2 separate regions of the Pan troglodytes genome follow, and region 2 is linked to region 1. Evidence: chromatin contacts called from public Hi-C data. All regions are on one chromosome and are shown on one strand. The core of a region is the stretch at or near the end of the contact, and the rest is flanking DNA. Distances in the headings are between cores, read along the strand shown.

Region 1 (4,594 bases), core at 539-3,038:
GATTGGAGAATATGTAACTAATAGAAGTATCATTTTCCCCCAGTACGATCTTTCAAGGAAAAAAAAATCCATTGAAAGAATTTTCAAAGTGCTGTCTTCGTTTGGAGAAAAGGCACAGGCTGCCTGCGGGGAGGGGAGGAGGGACTCGGCTGTGTGCCGCCCGGGAGCGGCTCCCGTCCGCTAGGTGGCAGCCGGAGCCAGCGATTCCTGCAAGCCCCGCCGCGGGACCCGCTCCTCCCGCCTGCCCCTCCTCCCGCGACCAATCACCTTCAGGATTCAGGAATCGGGGTCTCGGTCTCTCTCTCTCTCTCTCTCTCTCTCTCTCTCTCTCTCTCTCTCTCTCTCTCTCCTCTCTCTCCTCTCTCTCTCTCTCTCTCTCTCCTCCTCCTCTCTCTCTCTCTCTGGGTCTCTCTCTCTCTCTCTGGGTCTCTCTCTCTCTCTCTCTCTCCTCCTCCTCTCTCTCTCTCTCTGGGTCTCTCTCTCTCTCTCTGGGTCTCTCTCTCTCTCTCTCTCTCTGGGTCTCTCTCTCTCTCCTCTCTTCTGTCTCTCTCTCAATATCTCGCGCTCTCTCTCTCCCCTCTCTCTTCTCTCTCTCAATATCTCGCGCGCTCTCTCTCCTCTCTCCTCTCTTTCCTTTCCTCTCCTCTCTCTCTCTCCCCCTCCCCCTTTTCTCTCTCCCTCTCCGCCTCCCCCTCTCTCCATCTTCTCGTTTGTTTGCTCTTTTCCCGGGACTGACTTGGCCACACTAATCTCCCCCCACCCTGCAACAATATGGGGACTTACTACTGTTTTATTAATAATTATTGAAGCATTGTTGGAGTTTGGAACAGCCAGGTGATTAAAAAAAAAAAAAGAAGGAAAAATTGGATTGATTGGAAAGTTTATTTTTAAAATCATCTTTGGGATAAATAGGAACCCCTGATTCCGATCGAATTTGTGGCAATAGCTGCAAATTCCAGGAGTGTGCTTTGTCATCATTAAACCTTTTAAACCAAGGTATACTTTGGATCAAAAAATAGGGAGATCCTACCCTGTTTCTACTTGTTTCTAAAAAGGATATAAAATGAGCAGAATCCAGACTTGGATTGTGCTTATATGTGAGAGAAGAAAACAATCCAAATCCAGTATATTTCACAAATCATTAAAATGGTGGGGGTTTCATTCCCATTAAAAATTTTTCCAAACATTTTCAATGACACTCTCTTCACGCTCATAAAATCTAATTTTAAAAACTTTTCAGAAGAAATCAAAATAATTTCCCTCTAATTCTCCTTTTGCCCATCGCTAGGCGTTCTCCCCCTCGTCATCCCTTCCCCCTCTGGGGTGTGAGCGTAAGTGTGTGTGTGTGTGTGTATGTGTATGTGTGTGACCATAGACGACCCATACTAATCAGGTCTCAGAGTAAATAGCAGCGCAGGGCGATCTCAATGTAAATTGCGCTTGTCAGAAACACACCCCCCTCCCTCACTTTCTCTCCTCCTCCCCACACCATCCCAGTCTGTAGGTAGCTAAGGGGGGGGGGGAGAAAGAAAGCAAAAGAGGAGGGGGGAGGGGCTCTCCAACCAATGGCGTGCAGGAGGCTTGGCTAACCTTAGCCTCCCATTTTCTCTCCCCCCGATTCAGGGCTCTGACCAGTCAGTCGCCTTTGATTATCAGTTGCCAGCAGCCCTTCTCTTGGCTCCTTGACACGAGCTCCATATAAGGCAGCGATCTCCATAGAAACGTGTCAGTTTCAATAGTAGTGTCAAAGTTCACTATATACAGACATTCGCGCAGATCCCCCTTTCGGAAACATTGCTCTGCGAGTCCTCCCGTTTAAACGCATTCAATTTTTGGGTCTCTCTCTCTCTCTCTTCTTCTCTTCTCTTCTCTCTCTCTCTCTCCTCTCTCTCTCTCCTTTCTCCCCCCTCTCTCCCTCCTCTCCTCTCTCTCTCCTCTCTTCTCTGAACCTCTCTTCTCTTTCTCTTTTCTTACATATTCTACTAGTTGTTTTCCCCTTCTTCTTCTCCTTTCTCTCCTTTTTCTCCCTCCTCCTTGTCTCTTTTACTCCATTCCTGAAGAAGAGAGAGGGCTAAACTTAAAGAAAAAAAAAGGAGGAGGAGGAGGAGGAGGCACCCCCTTCGTATTCTTCTTATCGTTATTTTATACATATATGATTTTTTTTGGAGGGAGGGTGTTGGTTGCCGGCTGAAGAGCACTTATTTAAAATACTAAAAAAAGAACATTTTTGGGCGATCTCCAGGGTTTTTTTAACTAGCTCTGTGTGTTATAGCAGAAGAAGCAGAAGAAGGAGCAAGAAAGAGGAAAAGAAGAGGATTATTTATTCGACCTACTTTGGATGTCTCTCTCGCTTTTCCTTTTTCCTTTTTTTTGGCAATTATTTTCTTCTGATTTTTATTTTTTCTATTTCGCTGTGATTTCGTCGCCGGCGTGAATTATCCCGTATTTTTCTCCCCCTTCCGTCACCTCCCGAAAGAAGAAGGCAGCGAGAGCCCGGCGCCACCGGCACAACAAAAAGAGCAAAGTGTGTGATCTTCCTCGCCGGCTGCCTCCCGCTCTCCAGCGCTGCCTTCCTGAATGGCTGGCTGCGTCCGGCCCTGGACCTGGCCCCCCGACACCCGCGCGCCCTGATCGCCGCCGGCAGCCTCGCCCAGCGCCCTGCTCGGCTCACCGCGCTCCCCGCACTCCCGAGCCCGGCGAGGGCTCCCGCCGGGACAGCGGCGGCGCCGCGGGCGGCCCCGGCCTCCGCTCGCGCTCCGGCTGCGGCCCCGACTCCTGCTCGGACTCCGGCCCGGGCCGCGGCTCCTCCAGCGGCGCTCGCCGCAGCAGCTCCGGCGGCAGCTCCAGCGGCGCCTGCAGCCGCGACCTCCTCCTCCGCCGCCGCCGCCGCCGCCTCCGCCCTCGCCGGCTTCCTCTATGTCGGCTCAGCCCGCGCGCTGCGCGTAGCCCGAGCGGCCGGCGGGCGGGCGCCCGGCGCGGGTGAGCGACTGTGTGTGCGAGTGTGTGTGTGCGCGGGGGTGCGGGCGAGGCGGAGGGCGAGTGTGTGCGCGCGCCGTGGCCCATGCCCGCCGCCCCCGGCGCTGCGCCCCGCGCCGCTCCCGGCTGCCGCCTGTGCCATTTCTGATTTTGCAACTTGGGGAAGAAGAAAAAAGCGAGAGAAGGGAGCTTGCTCGCCGGGGGGTGGGGAGGGGGGAAGGAGAGCGCGGCCCCCCCAGGAACGGAGCGCGGGGGGAGCGGGCGAGGGGAGCAGGGGTGTTGGGGGGGGGAGCCTGAGAGCCTGGGGGGGCTGCAAAAAGAGAGAAAGAAAACAGCAGGAACCACAACAAAACGCCAGCAGGGCGGGCGGGCGCGCAGCAGCAGCGGGGCGGCCGAGGCAGTAGCGGCGGCAGCGGCGGCGGCGGCGGAGGCAGCGGCCGGTGTCCGGCTCGGGCTCGGCTCCTGCGACCCCGGGGCGCCCGGCGGGCCCCCCGCCCCCTCCCCCTCCCCCCTTCCCCTTCCCCTTCCCCTCCCAGCGCGCCCGCGCGCCCCGCGGCCCTCGGCGAGCAGCTCGGCTCCCCCCAGCGCTCCCCGGGCCCAAAGATATGGCAATGGTAGTTAGCAGCTGGCGAGATCCGCAGGACGACGTGGCCGGGGGCAACCCCGGCGGCCCCAACCCCGCAGCGCAGGCGGCCCGCGGCGGCGGCGGCGGCGCCGGCGAGCAGCAGCAGCAGGCGGGCTCGGGCGCGCCGCACACGCCGCAGACCCCGGGCCAGCCCGGAGCGCCCGCCACCCCCGGCACGGCGGGGGACAAGGGCCAGGGCCCGCCCGGTTCGGGCCAGAGCCAGCAGCACATCGAGTGCGTGGTGTGCGGGGACAAGTCGAGCGGCAAGCACTACGGCCAATTCACCTGCGAGGGCTGCAAAAGTTTCTTCAAGAGGAGCGTCCGCAGGAACTTAACTTACACATGCCGTGCCAACAGGAACTGTCCCATCGACCAGCACCACCGCAACCAGTGCCAATACTGCCGCCTCAAGAAGTGCCTCAAAGTGGGCATGAGGCGGGAAGGTGAATATTTCTTCTCTGCTTCTCTCCCCGCGCTTCGCCCGCCTCCCTGGCTCTTTCTTTCTTTCTCGCCCGGGTGGTTGCTGTGTGGGGCTGGGGCTCCTGTGGTCCCGGCCCGTCCCAGCTTTCCTTCTCCCGGCTGCCTTCCTCCCCCGGCGTCTCCCCCCGCCCTCCCCAGCTCGCTGCCGCTGCCTCCCCCTCCCGGCCTGCGCTCATCTCCCCGGCTCCCCCACCCCGCCCGCTGCCTGCTCAGGATTGTGTCCCTGAGATCGTGAGCTGTGGCTTAAAATCCCCTTCTTCCCTCTGTCTTGGATGTGCTCGGTGTGTGTCTCTTTCCCGCGTGTGCGTGAGGCTGCTTAAGGCTGTGCTGGCATGAACTTGGGGAGGGGTGCTTATTTCCCCCAGAAAACTCTGTTTCTGTGGTTTTTTTTCATTCCACTTTTCCCTCCACCTCTTCATACCCTTTATTTAAAATGGGGGAGGGCTGGGGGCTGGAGTACCCTGAACCATAGATTCATTGCTGCCATCATCCTTTTGGAAGCTTAGCTCGGAA
Region 2 (4,431 bases), core at 1,160-3,659, 600 kb before region 1:
AAATCTAGTAAAGATCAATGACTTGAAATGTGGATTTGAAAGGATGTGGGTCAAAGTAAAAGCTGCAAGATTTTTTTTCTTCATTATTTTAAAACGAATGCACATCTTCTGCGGGTAAAACAGCCCAAAGCAGTGTCTTTTAAACCATCTATACCAAAGATAAAACACCTTGGAAACAACAAGCCTTTGACATCTGTGACACAGGAGACATGCAGAAGTCATTAAGGGTATCCCGAGGGGGTTCCAACAGTTGCTTCACTTTAGGGTGGATGTGAGAAGGCTTAAAATTAAATTACTTTAAAATAAAGTTAGAGCAGTAAGCAATTTCCTGCTTTCTACTCAGAAGGGTTTCCCGTGAGAAAAGAAAGTGGGCAAAAAGCTCAGACAGACAGACAAACATATTTACCCCTAGGTGGAAGGTACAAATTAAATTAGCCTGCTACAAAAGGGAGATGTTTTCTCCTTCTGTTCAGATGTCATGGTAGTGAGGAAACATAGTCTGGGGCCAAGAAAAATGGCACAAATGCATTCATCTGAGCTACCATTCATCCTGATCCAAGGTCTAAACAGAACACATAAAAGAACGGCACTGTTGAAGGACTTCCTCTCCCTAGTTACCAAGTTGAGACTTGCAAAGGCACATGGGAGCAGGGGGTGGGGATCTTTCCAGAATGTTTCAATGTTGATGGAGTGTCAGAGGATGTTATGGAGTTAATGACTGAATCTGAAATCACATCAGTATAATTTGATTCCATATTTCATAGAAAGAGCTGTATTTTATGGTGCACAGTATGGTGTGTTTAAAGGTACATTGTGAACTTTCTTTCCCTCTGTAGCTGGAAACCAATATAGGCACTTCCAAAGAGTCAAGTATCTATTATAGTGCCTCATTAATATGCATGTTTTTGGCACTCAGTTTGGTTCAGCTGGTATGCTTTCCAGTATCTCATTCTTTATTTATATGAGACTGGGAGGTGTGACCTATGGAGCCAGTTGGCTGTCATGAATTGGAATATTCATTAAGCCTCATGAATTATGCATTAGCCTGCTTATAATACTGAGATCCACATTTGATCTAGCCAGAACTCTCTGCTTTCCATTCAATGAAATGATCCACATTTTGGTCAAACTGTACATGTGTTCCATACACTGCAGAAGGACTGCCTGTATATTTGCCACCAAAAAGACTTGGAGATTTTGCACCTCACATCTGACTAAGTGGGTTTCATATTTTTCGCTTGTTTGAAGGGCATTGCAGACATGGTTCTCCTCTGTAAAACGAGGTTAGAGTAGCATTCTTCCCTAGCCTGATTACTATTTCCATCCATTACTGCCCTTGCCTATAAAAGTCACCAATGACTGGTAAGCAGCCTGGATTACAAAAGATATGTAGCTATCTCCTGGCAATCCACACACAAAAGCAAAGCCAAATATAAAAAACATGGAAAGTGCTTTTAAGAATTTAGTTTCTCTTATCTAAAACAAGGAAACCCTTTTACTGATAACCTTATCATTTGTGATACTTTTTTATGGATAGGTATATCCTGGCTACATAAAATCTAATTTGTAGATCTTGTTGATGTTACAAGATTTTATCAAAATTCAATGACAGTATTTATTAGGCATTAAATATTTTAATTGTTAAATAATATGGATCAATATTAAATTCATGGCTTGCTTAAATCCACACCTTTTACCATAGAAAGGAAAAAACAGCTGAAAAAAATCAACTGGTAAAGATTAGTAAAATCTGTAATACACATCAGTAAACTGAAACTCTGAAAGCATTTCACCTTTATTCATTCTTTGTACAAGCTACTCAAGTTAAAATTGTCCCCCCCAAAATATCAATTCTTAAGTAAAAATATTATTTTATATAGCATCGATCTCAAATATTTGATCACCACCCACTTTAAAAAGTTTCTATTCTTTCTTTCTCAATGTAGACCTGCTTTGGAGGGAACTCCTATTCAGGTAAATAATTACTATAATGTAAAGCCTAAAACATAATTTGAATTTAGCCCATTCCATCTGCTATATTCTGGAAGACTGGACTAAGGAATCTATAACCAGCTCTACAAAAGGTCATGGGTGAGTGCTGGGTAAAATGGCATTGTTTACAGATTTCTTAGTGAAGAGATTAGCTGTCATTTATTTTCACATACCTAACTGAGGAGCTTTAGTGGTTCCCAGCAAGAGTGTGTTCACTTCTCTTTCTTAGCCTGTCACATCCTTGTCAGTTTCAATAAAATTACTTACCTGAATTATGCAAATGAGGTTTTGTTATGTCCAGCTCCCATCATTGTTCATCTCCACAACAGCTGAAAATTCTAGCAGACCCCTTGCTTACACTGTCTGATTCCAGGACTCCTTAGGTCAAGACCTTTCAACCTCAGAGCTTGACTTATGCCACAACCATTTGACAAATCGCCCAGACCCTCACAAAAGCTGGTTGAGCTCCAGAGTGGCTGCTCTCTCTATACACCACTGTTTCTCTGTTTTGACATTTCCTTCTCACTTTTCCTCTCAGTAATTAGACAAAGGGAAAAAAAGACATTTGTGTTTAAAGAATGCTTTCATTTAGGACTGTGATAAATGGCTCCCCTTTCCAAGAAGCTGCAATCCCACTACAGGACAGAAGGTTCCTTCACAAGGGGTTTGGACAGCAAAGGCCTTCCACCAAAGTTATCCTGGACTTCAGCTTTGCCTCTAAAAAGCCTGCAGAGAGTTTCCACTGATCTCTTCTGTGTTTTCAGTAAAACTGAAAAATGGAAAAATGTAGCATGAACTTCCACATTAAAAGTATCATGGTTGTAAATGCAAGGACATTGAGATTATGATTTAAGTATTTCTAGGAATGTTTGGTGTTGGAAAACACATTTGGAACAAAAAGGCACTGTGCCTTTTTTTTTTAAGTAATCTTAGTGCCTTAAAAAAGTCTCTGTTCAAGTACTAAATTCCAGATTATAACATACCCCACTCTCCAGTATGTTTCATATATCATCTTGAAAAAGAATGAATTGACAGAACTATCAGAGATCTGACGTTTTAGTGGCCCATAACAAATCTGAAATATTTGTGGGGAAGTTTACTCATGTTTCTTTTAAAATAAAATACAACTCTATCGTGCTGCAGAAAGGAAAATTGGCATTGTAATCGAGAAAAAAATTTTAATAGAGAGTAATGTATGTCAGCCAGATTTTCTTAAGGTGCTTTCAGAGTAATGAGTTAATGTTTATTGTTCCATTAGGGAAAAAAGATTGCGAAACATGTAAAACAATTGAATCTGCATGTGACTCAACTGTTGAGAGTTTCAGTGAGGAATTAGTGTGTTACTGTTCATGCTATAGTTAATCTGTCACCTTTGCTCATGGTAGTGCATTAATCAGAACATCACCAAATGACGTTCCCAAACCAGGCAAATCACCTTTAATCTGATATCACAGTTTAAGTAATTAACCAACAAGTTTACCTTGGAAGTTTAAGGCATGATATATGACTTTATTCACAAATTAAGGAAGGAAAAAAAAACGGGGATTTAGGAAAGATAATGAAATTGAAACGTGGTGTTTATCTGATTTACAGAACACTATTGTTATACTCATTAGTCTTGTGAAATTATGACACTTTAAATGTTTGCAAGAGAAGATTACTTTTATTTTATATTATTTTTAATAATTGGTAGATCATACACATAGTTCCTAATAGATTTATAATACATTTATTTTAATAAAAAAGGAATGTGGCACATGATTTTTAAAAGCCATGATTCATGTAAACAAACTATCTGTGGTCCCTTCCTCTTCCTTGTAGTTAGTTATGGGAGCTAAAACAATATAAATGAATAAACATATCAAAGTTTCTATCCCCCAAATCAAAACAAAGCCAAACATAGAATCAATTTTATTTGGATTTTTATTAAAATCTTTGTGAGAGAACAAGGTCTTTAGACATTTCCCATGTAAAAGGCACTAGACCAAGCAGCCTGATATGCTTGAAATAATGTATCCCCAGGCCTAAAGGCCAGGATGCATTCCATTTCAGAGACCTTTTCCACCATGCGGGCATGCATTTAGTGAGAAAAGGAAACCATGGGAACTCATTTGGTAAACCTTTAACTGATACAGTATATGCTTAGTTTATGGTTTCCATTCATTCTGTGGATTAAACAAAACAGAGGTGAACCTGCTGATGCATAACTGAAAATGAATGTCAGTAAAACCCTACACCTCTGTAGCTCCATGTAAAAGGGAGCTCATTGTTGTTGACAAATATGAAGTAATATTAGACGTATAAGTTCTCATTATGGCACAAAAACCTTATAACTTTAGGTGTAAATATGTCCTTAACTGACATTGTGTTTATGTGTTAGTGTATCACTCTGAAATGAGACTTATCTTCTTGATGACAGTTTGTGTGCTCCAATATCAG

Evidence for each region. A called contact is a pair of places that touch in the nucleus more often than the background predicts.
Region 2: a Hi-C map of stem cell-derived neural progenitor cells shows a contact between it and region 1, with 5 times the contacts expected there. The contact joins the enhancer-like site here to the promoter of NR2F1 in region 1. A contact is called at or near these places in 1 of 7 Hi-C or Micro-C datasets (stem cell-derived neural progenitor cells) and 1 of 1 datasets of contacts at active chromatin or transcription factors (stem cell-derived excitatory neurons).

The regions. Positions count from the first base shown.
Region 1 is chr4:22,550,170-22,554,763 of NHGRI_mPanTro3-v2.0_pri, reverse strand. It overlaps NR2F1 (nuclear receptor subfamily 2 group F member 1), which reads left to right and starts at 1,788. Exons shown (of 3, transcript XM_517657.9): 1 at 1,788-4,044. The coding sequence starts at 3,582.
Region 2 is chr4:23,154,744-23,159,174 of NHGRI_mPanTro3-v2.0_pri, reverse strand. All of the region lies in intron 1 of LOC104006368 (a long non-coding RNA gene), which reads left to right. Among named protein-coding and RNA genes, the nearest start is that of NR2F1, 600 kb to the right of the region's middle. Within about 2 kb of position 2,409, at least 6 of the 24 cell types and tissues checked have an H3K27ac peak or open chromatin away from gene starts, as enhancers often do. A contact at or near this core is called in stem cell-derived neural progenitor cells, where this site is marked.